2 separate regions of the Ovis aries genome follow, and region 2 is linked to region 1. A link is a contact called in public Hi-C data. All regions are on one chromosome and are shown on one strand. Each heading gives the region's core, a stretch centred on a gene start, on an enhancer-like site or on the middle of the called end of the contact. The rest is flanking DNA. Distances are from core to core; before and after follow the strand shown.

Region 1 (5,792 bases), core at 2,250-4,749:
CTGTCTGACAGGGCCCTCGAGTTCTCCTCCCTGGAGGTTTGCAGCAGAATCCCAATGGCCCTTGTCAGGTCAGATACTATAGAGGCAGCACAGAACTGGGCAGGCGATCACAGCATCTGCCACTTCACACTTAGGCGAGCCCTGCCTGCTCAGGGCTTCTGTAGCTTCCCCTCACGCATCAAACTGGGAGAATAATCCCTGCTCTGTTCTCCTCACAACAATGTGGTGATGAAAAGCTGACACAACACAACAGCCTGGACACTTCACATAATGTAAGCACTGTACAAATACAGCATGACTCTGTGGTACTTCAAGTGCTTCGAAGCACTCACAGGCCTCCTAGGCAGGATGAGGGCCTGGGGCCACATATCCCTGAGGGATCACTGTGATCCCAGTGTCTAAGCAAAGAATAGCACCAGGAATTTGGTGGGCAAAGCTAGGGGAGGTGACAGACCCACCCTATAGTAGAAGCCCAGCCTCAAACGAGCTATCTCAGGCATCAGACTAGAGAAGAAATACCTAGGACCAGGAAGCCACCTAGGTCTGCCTGCCCAGCCCTCAGGCCACTGGGGGCCTCACAGACTCCTATGGAAAAGAAGGAAGGGAGAAAGAAAGAAACCAAGTCATAAATACACGCTTTTCAGCTTGCAAATGCCCACTGAATATGAGGCCTAGGTGTTACACAGCTAGTGAGAGGCAAAGAGATGCTAGAAGCCAAGCTTCCTACCCTTTGCCCAGTCCGCTGTATCCTGTCTATCAAAATTTCCATCACCTCTCCTTTCTGCTGTTGTTGTCACTCAGAAAAGCAGGCATCTTGGGATAGGTAAATTGGAATTCAAGGAAGGAACGGAAGGCAAGAAGGTAAGATGAACAGCTTCTGCTTTATATGGGAATAGAGCCTGCAAAAATATAGAAGGCTAAACAATGGCAGTCTGAAAAACACTGTCACTTCAAAGAGCAGGACAGATGACCAGGATGTGGCATAGAAAGGAAAGGCCCTCACTCCAAGAAATGGAGCTCCATCTACTAACAGACACTTGGTCCTTGAGACTTACACTTCTCTCCACCTCTCTTTGGTCTGCTACCCCAAAGAGGCACACATGCCTAGCAGACTGGAGAGCTCTGAGAGCCAACAAGGTATCTGGCAGAATCCCTCAATCTGAGCTCTCTTTGAACCCATGCACCTTTGCCACCACTTCATGATAGGAGGTATTGGCTAGTAGCAAAGGGATGAGACAAATTCAGGACAGACTTTTAATTAAGCACAAATAAGACTTTTGCCAGAACACTAATTCAATAAATGAACAGAAGTCCTAATTCAGTTTTTCTCCATGCAACTATACAAGCATATCAAGCAATAACAATGTCACTCTGCCACATGTACATGGCCCTGGATGAAAAATCTAGATTCTGAAAAATCTATCATTTCATTTGTTCCTTGCAAACAACCTGTGACGGACTTGGAAAGTTAGTTGTCCCCATTTTGCAAGTGAAGAGAACATGGCATAGCTTAACTGACATATCTAGTGGTTGTACACTAAGAATGGCAGAGTTAGGACACAAATCCTGATTCCCAAACCTATGTTCTGTTCCTCTGCTCTTACAGTGAGGTTTCACAGCCTACATTTCCTTAAAGGGGAAGGACGAGAGGCAACTTAGGAGGTATTCCAGACCATCTGCTACCTGCCCCCACCCAAGGCAGCTCTATTTAGTTAGCTCTCCAAAACACAGCAGTCTGCCTCAGCCTGGATAATCCATTCCAGAGTTGTATTTAGCCCAAACTGACTTGGAATCCTATTACCCAAGTGGGGAAAAAGCCCTGACAAGTAATCTAATACAACCTCCCTTCAGAGGCCTAAAGTCTTTTTATGTTCTCCTTGGTCTAACCTCACCACTGCCATTGCTCACAACTCCTTTCAAGGTACTCTATCTGGGTAATGAGCTACTGGGAACAAGCCTGCACCCTGAGAGGGAAGGAGAGGTGAAGTTTCCTGTGTACCCATCAGGGTAAGAGTTCTCATCAGGGCATTTTCTGAATGGCAGTGTCCCCGGACTCGCCCCACTCAACACTATCTGCACAGGAGCAGCAAGACACCAAGTGGGAAATGAGACAGGAACCTTACCTTTCTTCTCTCAGCTGCTCCCCTGAAGATCATCAAACCCCCATTCAGTACTCCATTTCCAAAACTGAGAATCCCAGATTAGAAACACCGAAGCGCAGCTTCTCTCCTCTGGTCCAGGTCCAAAGTCCATGGCTGAGTGGACTCTGAGTGGGAGGAGTCTGGGGGGGAAGGAGTATGTCCAGGTCCCTCCCCCCCCTGCAGGCTTCAGTGTTCCTCCCAGAGGTCTATTACATCCCTTCATTCAGCTGGTTTATTAAGCCCAGAGTCAGTGATAGGCAGATCCCAGGTACTATTCCGTCTCCTGTTCAGGGAAGGAAAGTCATCCACTGTGAGGGCTGGAGAGTCCGTCTTCTGTTGAAGCTCATGAGAGGAAACAGGCCTTAGAACCGGCATGGCCCAGGAAGCTGATTTCTGTGTTAACCTGAAGAATATTTAAACATCATGACACTCTCTAATCTATTATATACCCAAAGGAATCCCTAATACCTCTTACCTAAATGAGATTATCATCAAAAACCCTTCCTTAAACACTCCACAAGGTTATTCAAAGTACCTACCTCACTCACATATTCCACCCCAAAACAGTCACCTCAACAATATGTATACAAATATGACTCAAGGTAAAGGAAAGACAGCACCTAAAACCACTGCTGTGTGGAGACTGACTTCTAAGAAATACAGAAAAGAACATTCTCCTCCTGTTCTCCTCTTGTTTGTGCCACACACTAATCGCCCTACATCTCCCAAGCTTCTTAGGGTGTGCAGTGTTTTAATCGGCCAACTCTCCCAGTCTGAATTAAATCCATACCAGACCTAGACGCTGGCACCTTCTACAAGCATTCTTTGCCCCCTTCCCTTCACTGGCAGCCCCCCCTTCCAAAACTGTGCCAAAGATGTAATTCCCAATCTTCGTCAAACTCCTTCCTGGGGCGACTCCCGAGAGCACTTTCCTGAAATGCTAGAGGCCCGAATGCTACCACCAACAGCCCCAGTGATGTTCCAATTTTTTCAATCCAGTGGCCCACCCCGGCCGCCCCCTCCCTTCTAAGTTTATTCCTACACACACACACACACACACACACACACGCACGCGCCTTTCCTTCCTGTAGGGGCGTGGCGTCCACAAGAACGCCCCCCCACCCAGCCAAGAATTTGACTCCTCCCACCCTTCTCGCCGGAACCCCTTGCTCTGTGTTCACTGGGAAAGAGGGTAACAACGCGACCCTCTCTAGATTCTGATCCCCGCACCCCTCTGCGGCCCAGACGACCCTCGCCCTATCTGCGCTAGTTCTTTACCTGGGTCCCGCCCACCCAGACTCGGCAGGTATCCGCAGCCCACCCCTGGTCGGACTCCAGGCCCCAGGCCGGGTCCCCACTACCGGCCCAGGCCCCACCCCCTCGACCCCCGGCGCCCGGCCCTCCCCTCGCACTCCTTTCCCCCTCCCACCATCTACCACAGCCACTTCCGTCCGTCCTCCGGAAGTGGGTCCGCGGCAAGTGCCACCTCCCGTCATCCCGCCTTATCTCCCCCTGCCTATCACCACCGCCACCAAGGGAGCACGGAACGTGACTCTGCAGGACTTGAGGTTGTTTTGCAGTTACTATTCACAGAACTGCAGACGAGGTGTGGGCAGGACAGAGTGCGGGTGACAAAGGACATGGGGACAAGAGTAACGGCTGTGCAAGGAGGGGGCGGGGCAGAGTGTGGCGGAAAGCCGGAGCTTGCGTCACGTCGAGCCTCGCGGAAAGAAGAGCGCATGCGCATGACACCTCGGCCGGGTGGTGAAGTTTGGTGCTTGGACGGCTTGGCCAGGCTGGACTTGGGCGGGAAGGGGGCGGAGCGAGAGCCCGGAAGTGAGGGCGGAGTCGGCCAGGAGTAGTCTCGCCCATTCCCCTCGGTTTTACTGTCGCAACAACCTGCCTCTTTGGGGTTCTGAAGAAGGGTTAAGCTGGCCCACTCTCTGGATTCGAGTCCTGGTGAGAAGCAATTCTGGAAGCACCAAGGCCTGTGTTCACCCGTTCCTGCGCTGAGAGCTCTGTAGCAGTACTAGAAGAAAGCTGCTTTGTTTATTGCTTACTTTTCTCGCTGTATCTCTAACGGAGGCAGGACCTTCCTTGGGTCTGAAAAGAGACTACTCATACAGTAAGCTCTCCTCCCCCTCCGACCCCCAGGACAACTGTTTTACACGTATTGCGCGGAGCCCTTGTCAAGTATTAGTGTTAGTACGCGCAAGTCTGGACCATGGTTACCGTTCCCTGAGCAGCACAGAAGTCTTGCAGTGGTTAGATGGCTAGAAAGTGATAAGGGCTGATCGCGAACCTTGCAGTCTGTGACACTAACCTGTGTTGCCACTATCTTAGGCAAACAGTCTCCTCTTGAACCTTTCCACACCTTGAAACATTAGACTTCCAGTTTCCAAAATTGCCCTGGTTGATTTTTTTCTAAATGTATTGGTCAGACCTGTTCTTGCCTTAAAACTGCATGCAAAAGGAGCTACTACTAATTTTTGTTCATATGTCGTCTACTTAATGACATGTTCTAAAATTTTGCCAGGGCTGTGGATGACTTTGCAACCTTTGTTTTTTTCCCCTTTTATTGAAAACTGGAACTTAGTCTGTAGTCTTCTGGAATATCTTCTTTGATACTGAGCTGCTAAAATCCTTTGAATTTTCACATGTGATGAGAGTACTAGGAGGCTCTTTTGTTATAATATTTGACCTTTGACCTTAGTTCTTGCCACAAGGCTACAAAAACCCTTGGCGTTTCCTGGGTGATAGGAATGTCATTTGTTCTAAGGAGCAACTTTGGGCTCCTAGACAGCTTCTGAATGGGAGCTGATCTTTGGAAAGATCAAGCCACGATTAGAAAGTTGGAATTTTTTAGCATCTCCCTCCTGCGCCTTTCTTTATGGGAAGGCTTCCCTGTGGCTCAGCTGGTAAAGAATCCACCTGCAATGCCGGAGACCTGGATTTGATCCCCTGGAGAAGGGAAAGGCTACCCACTCCAGTATTCTGGCATGGAGAATTCCATGGACTATGTAGTCCATGGGGTTACAAGGAGTCAGACGTTACTGAGCGACTTTGACTTCACTCTCATGCCACCCCCTACGCTTGCCATTGTATTGAGATTGAGAGAAGGGTTGAAAATGAAGCTAATGATAAATCATGCTGAGATGATGAAGCATCCTTTAAAATTCCAACAAAATGGGGTTCAGAGAGCTTCCAGGTTGGTGAACACATCCACACACTGGGAGGGTGCCACACCCTCAACTCAGGAAGACTGAAGCTCCTGTGCTTGGGACCTGCCCCCCCATGCCTTTCCCCCACCCCCATATTCCCCACCCCAGGCCTCTACCTCTGTATATCATCTGGCATTCATCTATATCCTTTAATAAACTAATAAACATAGGTAAGTGTTTCCCAGAGTTCTGTGAGTTGTTCTAGCAAATTACTGAATCCTCTGGGTACGAGGTCACAGGAACCTCCAGGTAGAACAGAAGTTAGGAGTAACTTGGTGACTTACTACTTGTAATTGGCATCTGAAGCAGAGGCAGTCTCATTATACTGGTCCGTAACCTGTGTTATCTGATGTTATTTCAGATTGTGTCAGAATTGAGTTAGATTGTAGGACAACCAGCTGGTATCCCAGAGGACTGCTTGGTGGGAGAA
Region 2 (6,021 bases), core at 3,470-5,969, 40 kb after region 1:
TACCTGAATGGTCTAGCGGTTTTCCCTACTTTCTTCAATTTCAGTCTGAATTTGGCAATAAGGAGCTCATGATCTGAGCCACAGTCAGCTCCTGGTCTTGTTTTTGTTGACTGTATAGAGCTTCTCCATCTTTGGCTGCAAAGAATATAATCAATCTGATTTTGGTGTTGACCATCTGGTGATGTCCATGTGTAGAGTCTTCTCTTGTGTTGCTGGAAGAGGGTGTTTGCTATGACCAGTGCATTTTCTTGGCAAAACTCTATTAGTCTTTGCCCTGCTTCATTCCGCATTCCAAGGCCAAATTTGCCTGTTACTCCAGGTGTTTCTTGACTTCCTACTTTTGCATTCCAGTCCCCTATAATGAAAAGGACATATTTTTGGGGTGTTAGTTCTAAAAGGTCTTGTAGGTCTTCATAAAACAGTTCAACTTCAGTTTCTTCAGCGTTACTGGTTGGGGCATAGACTTGGATAACTGTGATATTGAATGGTTTGCCTTGGAGACGTACAGAGATCATTCTGTCATTTTGAGATTGCATCCAAGTACTGCATTTCAGACTCTTTTGTTGACCATGATGGCTACTCCATTTCTTCTAAAGGATTCCTGCCCGCAGTAGTAGATGTAATGGTCATCTGAGTTAAATTCACCCATTCCAGTCCATTTTAGTTCACTGATTCCTAGAATGTCGACGTTCACCCTTGCCATCTCGTTTGACCACTCCCAATTTGCCTTGATTCATGGACCTGACATTCCAGGTTCCTATGCAATATTGCTCTTTACAGCATCGGACCTTGCTTCTATCACCAGTCACATCCACCACTGGGTATTGTTTTTGCTTTGGCTCCATCCCTTCATTCTTTCTGGAGTTATTTCTCCACTGATCTCCAGTAGCATATTGGGCACCTACTGACCTAGCGAGTTCCTCTTTTGGTATCCTATCATTTTGCCTTTTCATACTGTTCATGGGGTTCTCAAGGCAAGAATACTGAAGTGGCTTGCCATTCCCTTCTCCAGTGGACTGCATTCTGTCAGGCCTCTCCACCATGACCCGCCCGTCTTGGGTTGCCCCATAGGCATGGCTTGGTTTCATTGGGTTAGACAAGGCTGTGGTCCTAGTGTGATAAGATTGACTAGTTTTCTGTGAGTATGGTTTCATCTATATATATGTACATACACATAATTGATAATCACAAAATAATAGCATATAAGACAGGAGATAAATAGTTAAAGTATTTAAGATTCTTTCATTATCTAGGATGAAGACAAAACTAGGCTTTCATTAAGTCAAGAATGGATTGTTTATTTTCTTGTCCATTAAAAGAAAAGCACAAACTTCCAAATCAAAAGAGGGAAATAGAATGATTCTAATCTAATCTAAAAGAAAGAAAAGAGATAACAGAATTTAAATCAGGTGGGATAAATAATAAGCAGTGTGGGGCTTCCCTGGTGGCTCAGTAGTAAAGAATCCACCTGCCAAACAGGAGACTGGTTCGATCCCTGATCGGGAAAAATCCCACATGCCACAGAGCAAATAAGTCCGTGTGCCACGACTATTGAGCCTGTGCTCTAGAGTCCAGGAGTTGCACTACCAAAGCCCATGCACTCTAGAGCCCATGCACTGCAGCACAAAAAGTCACTATAAGCAGAAGCCTGTGCACGGCAATGAAGAGTAGCACCTGTCACTGCAACTAGAGAGAAGCCCACACAGCAGCAAAGACCCAACCCAGCCAAAAGCAAAGTGAATAAACGAATAAAACTATTTAAAGTATAGTAAGCAGTGAATAAGACTGAAACCCAAACATATCAGAAGTTATATATTAAAGACCTAATACCCATGATAAAAAAGTTGTCAAACTGATTTAAAACAACAACTATATGCTATTTCCAAGAGGCACATTTAAAACAAGGATACAGAGGGAATTCTCTGGTGGTCCAGTGAAAGTCCACTGGACTCAGTACTTTCACTGCCATGGCTGGGGGTTCAATCCCATCCCACAAGTGGCACAGAGTGGCCAACACCCACCCCCAAAACAAAATACCCAAGGATACAGAAAAGGTTGAAAGTGAAAGGATGGGAAGAGCTATGCTAGATAACAATAATCAAAAAAAAAAAAAGCTGATGTTACTAATACCAGGAAAAAAATAAGTAAGCCAAAGGCATTACTACAGATAGAGTTTTACTTCTCTAGTTAAGGAAGATGCAGCAAGTCTGTAATTGCATGTACCTAATGACATGGCCTCAAATATATTATGCAAAACCCACATAACTGTAAGTAGAAATAGATAACAAGTATCTTATTAACTGATAGGGCAAGTGGATAAATATTCATAAGGAGTAGAGAAGATTTGAACAATACATTACAAAATTGACCTAATGTCTTTATCTAGGTGACTGCACCCAGAGTCTGCACAACACATGTTCTTTTCCAGTGCTCGTGGAATCTTCATTAAGGTCAAACACACACTGGGCCATAAACAAATCTCTACAAACATAAAAGGATAGCAACCATATACAGTATGATTTCTAACCAAAATGCAATAACAAAATTATAACTAGGAATTTCCTGTATGTTTCAAAATTTAAAAATACACTTCCAAATAACCTAGGGTATCTGTTATAATTATCTGTGTTTTGTTCTTTCTTATCATACCAGAAGAGAATTTTAATTCTCTTTTCAAAGTACCAACCTTGACTTTTGATCCTCTCTGTTGTGTTACAGTTTCATTGATTTTTACTCTCATCTTCTTTATCTCCTTTAACTTTTAAAAATAATACAGAAATTAATCAACTTAACAATAATGTTTATGTGAAGTTTTATAAAATACAAAGTGCTTTCTCATTAATCCTCAAAGCAACCTTGTGAGCTGGGTCTTTTCCTTTATTTTCACAGATGGGGAAATTATAGATAAACATCACATTCACCAGAATACTGACCCCAGATCAGAGGAACTTCTGCCATTCCAGGGCCTCCTTTTATTCTCTGAGGTCTTCAGGAACACTTAACCAAAACAGCCATGGTTAAGATTGTAGAAGCTTAGCTCTCACCAATCCTTCCTTCAGTAGTCTCCAGCATGCCTATTACCAAGAAAACAGAGGGATGGGGAGGGAGTGGGGAGAAAACTGTATACAGCATGAGTGGGCAGGCTGCCTAGCCAGAAAAGCAAGTGTGAAGCAGCCCTTGATCAACCTAACACTCTGGGTCACTGGACTAGAGCTGGAGGCTCTTCTTGTTGACCCCTTTTCCAGAAAAAAGCATATTTGCTTAGAAACAATGGATTTCTTGCTTAGAAGCAAATACCACAGAGTAAACATATCCAAAAAAATATTTCTTCTCAAATTTGTGGGGTGGTCCTTGGGGGATTTTCTTGGCTTAAAGATGGGGCTGTATTCCTGAGTGTCCATCTAGATGTATAAATCCTTGGACAGGGGCCACCACACTGTCAGACTTACTCCCTACACCCTTCTACAAATGCTTCTCATTCCAAGCACATTTCTAAGGGCTCTAATAACACTAACCTCCCCAACCCTCATTACAACCTCTGAGGTTGTTACCATTATTATCCCAAAAAGAGTTAGATGAGGACACATGAGCAAAAAACCCAGAAGGTTTAGTTACTTGCTTAGTCATCTGGGAATAAGTGAGAGTCCTTACTTGAACCCCAGCTTCACGGTGGAGAGACTGCTCTTGGCTACTATTCTGTGTTGCCTCTCTGCGTGGGATTCACACAAACTCCTTCCTGAGCATAACTGATACTATTCACAGCCTGAGAAGAACTGCCAGGTCTAAATGGGAACACTCAATGGAAAGAAAAATGGAGTTAAATATTCTGACTTCCTTCTGCATGTATCCAGTCAAGGCCCTCCGCTGAGGTTGGGGAAGAGGCATGGAGAGACTTCCCAGGCCAGGGAATTCCCTAGGAAACCTTAAGGTCCTGATGCAGACAGACTTCGGGTCCCAACTGTCTGTCCTCAGCTAGTTGATCCTTAGGTGACCATTTCTTGTTTTTTAATCTCATGAGGGAAAATTTCCCTTGCATTTCATGACTGATATTCAGTACTTCTTACCCATAGTGTCTCTGTACATAAACCCTGATGAAATTATTTTTCAGGCTTTTGCTTTCAGACAAATTAGCTAGAAATGGAGTGTACTCCTGTGGAAAGCTTTTTCAAACTCACTGTTTATTAAGGTTTTCCCTTCCCTCTCTATTATTGCTTCTCTCTCCACTCACTCCTCCTAAGAGTTCCATAAGGACTGAACTCACTTCAGAATCTTTCCCAGACTCCTCCCAACTGTGAGACCTTTAGTAAGTTTTGTTTCTTCCCCCCTAGGAATTTTCTCAGTTCAAATAAAATTTCTAATTTATTGGCTCAAAACTGTGATATAATATCTTATTATTTTAATGTCTGTAGCATTTGTAACACAAAACTAGAAATCTGCTGAGACTTCAAGGGAATTTATTCACACTGTTGTTACAGGGAAAGATTTAAAGGGAATGTCTCCCCAAACATGAGGAATGAGAGAGGTTTTATAGGGGAAAGAAACAAAAGCAGCACTGAATACTGCAGTTTTGGTGGGTTTTGTAAGGTAGGTATTGCGCTTTTTTTTTTTTTTTTTTTGTATTGCAGTCTTACAGAAATGAGTTGTGTTTCTTTCTGATCTGGCTCATCATGACTGTTACATTCCTGTTCCCAGAATTGTTGAGTCAGGAATTTAGGAGTGAGCTATTCTCAGAATAGCAGAGAGCAAGGAGGTCAGTGTATGTTCAGAGAAGAAAAATTTACAGTTCTCTGTATTCTCTTTTTATCCCTGACTTTGCTTATTCAGGCTTTCTCTTTTTTTTCTTGATCAGTCTCCCCAGAGGTTTGTCAGTTAAAACTGACAAAACACACAGACATTTGGCTCTGGTCTCTACGCTGCTGCTGCTGCCAAGTCACTTCAGTCGTGTCCGACTCTGTGCGACTCGGTAGACGGCAGCCCACCAGGCTCCCCCGTCCCTGGGATTCTCCAGGCAAGAACACTGGAGTGGGTTGCCATTTCCTTCTCCAATGCATGAAAGTGAAAGTGAAGTCGCTCAGTCGTGTCCGACTCTTAGCCACCCCATGGACTGCCGCCTACCAGGCTCCTCCGTCCATGGGATTTTCCAGGCAAGAGGACTGGAGTGGGGTGCCATTGTCTTCTCCGCTCGTCTCTATAATGTTTTTCTATTTTGTTAGTTTCTGCTTTTTATTACTTCCTTGTTGTAACTTCCATTAGGATTTGATTTTCTTTTTGAAGTGTTGCCTAGGTGATTAATTACCAGGTTTTCTGATTTTCTGAAATATCTTTTAAGCTATAAATTTCTAAGCACTAAGAAATATCTCTCCAGTTTTTGATATGTAGTATTTTCATTATCATTCAGTTGAAAATACTTTCTTCTTTGAACTGTGATTTTAAAATGTTTATGCAAATTTCTGAATAGACATGCTTTATACATTTTTTAAATTAATTTCTAATTTCAGTTATTTAAATTTTGTTCAGATTTACTTTCTGGTCCAGCATATTTGTCAAGCTCCCCACCCCAGCTTTACCGAAGTATAATTGACACAGAACATTGTGTAGGTATTTTTGAAAATATTTCATGTGTTCTTGACAAAATATATGCATCCTTGATACACTGGTGCAGTGTCCCACACATATGCATTAGAATGCTTTTAACCTTATTGTTTAAATCTGTATTTTTACCAAATTTTAGTCTGTTTGTCCTATTAATTAGAGAGGTAAAAAAAATCATAACTGTGGATCTTATTTTTTTTCTTTGTGTTCTGAATACTTTTTAGGTAGATACTAACTTATAACTGTTCTATCTTTTCAGTGTCTTTTCTTTCCTGAACGTTTTGTCTTAATCGTTCTCTAAGAATGGTTTGTGCCTTGAAGTCCCTGCTTTATCTAATATTAGTAGAGCTACATCAGTTTTATGGAGAAGGCAGTGGCCCCCAACTCCAGTCCTCTTGCCTGGAAAATCCCATGGACTGGGGAGCCTGG

The links. Hi-C and Micro-C count contacts between places; a contact is called where the count stands out from the background.
Region 2: a contact with region 1 is called in a Hi-C map of tail adipose tissue, with 1.6 times the contacts expected there. The contact joins the enhancer-like site here to the promoter of MGAT1 in region 1. A contact is called at or near these places in 3 of 16 Hi-C or Micro-C datasets (blood, omental adipose tissue and tail adipose tissue).

Annotation. Positions count from the first base shown.
Region 1 is chr5:37,691,378-37,697,169 of ARS-UI_Ramb_v3.0, forward strand. It overlaps MGAT1 (alpha-1,3-mannosyl-glycoprotein 2-beta-N-acetylglucosaminyltransferase), which reads right to left and starts at 3,500. Exons shown (of 4, transcript XM_060415724.1): 1 at 3,420-3,500; 2 at 2,124-2,544. It overlaps LOC105613357 (a long non-coding RNA gene), which reads left to right and starts at 4,012. Exons shown (of 2, transcript XR_009600683.1): 1 at 4,012-4,266; 2 at 5,724-5,792.
Region 2 is chr5:37,729,967-37,735,987 of ARS-UI_Ramb_v3.0, forward strand. No RefSeq gene overlaps it. Among named protein-coding and RNA genes, the nearest start is that of ZFP62, 24 kb to the right of the region's middle. Within about 2 kb of position 4,720, at least 12 of the 54 cell types and tissues checked have an H3K27ac peak or open chromatin away from gene starts, as enhancers often do. A contact at or near this core is called in tail adipose tissue, where this site is marked.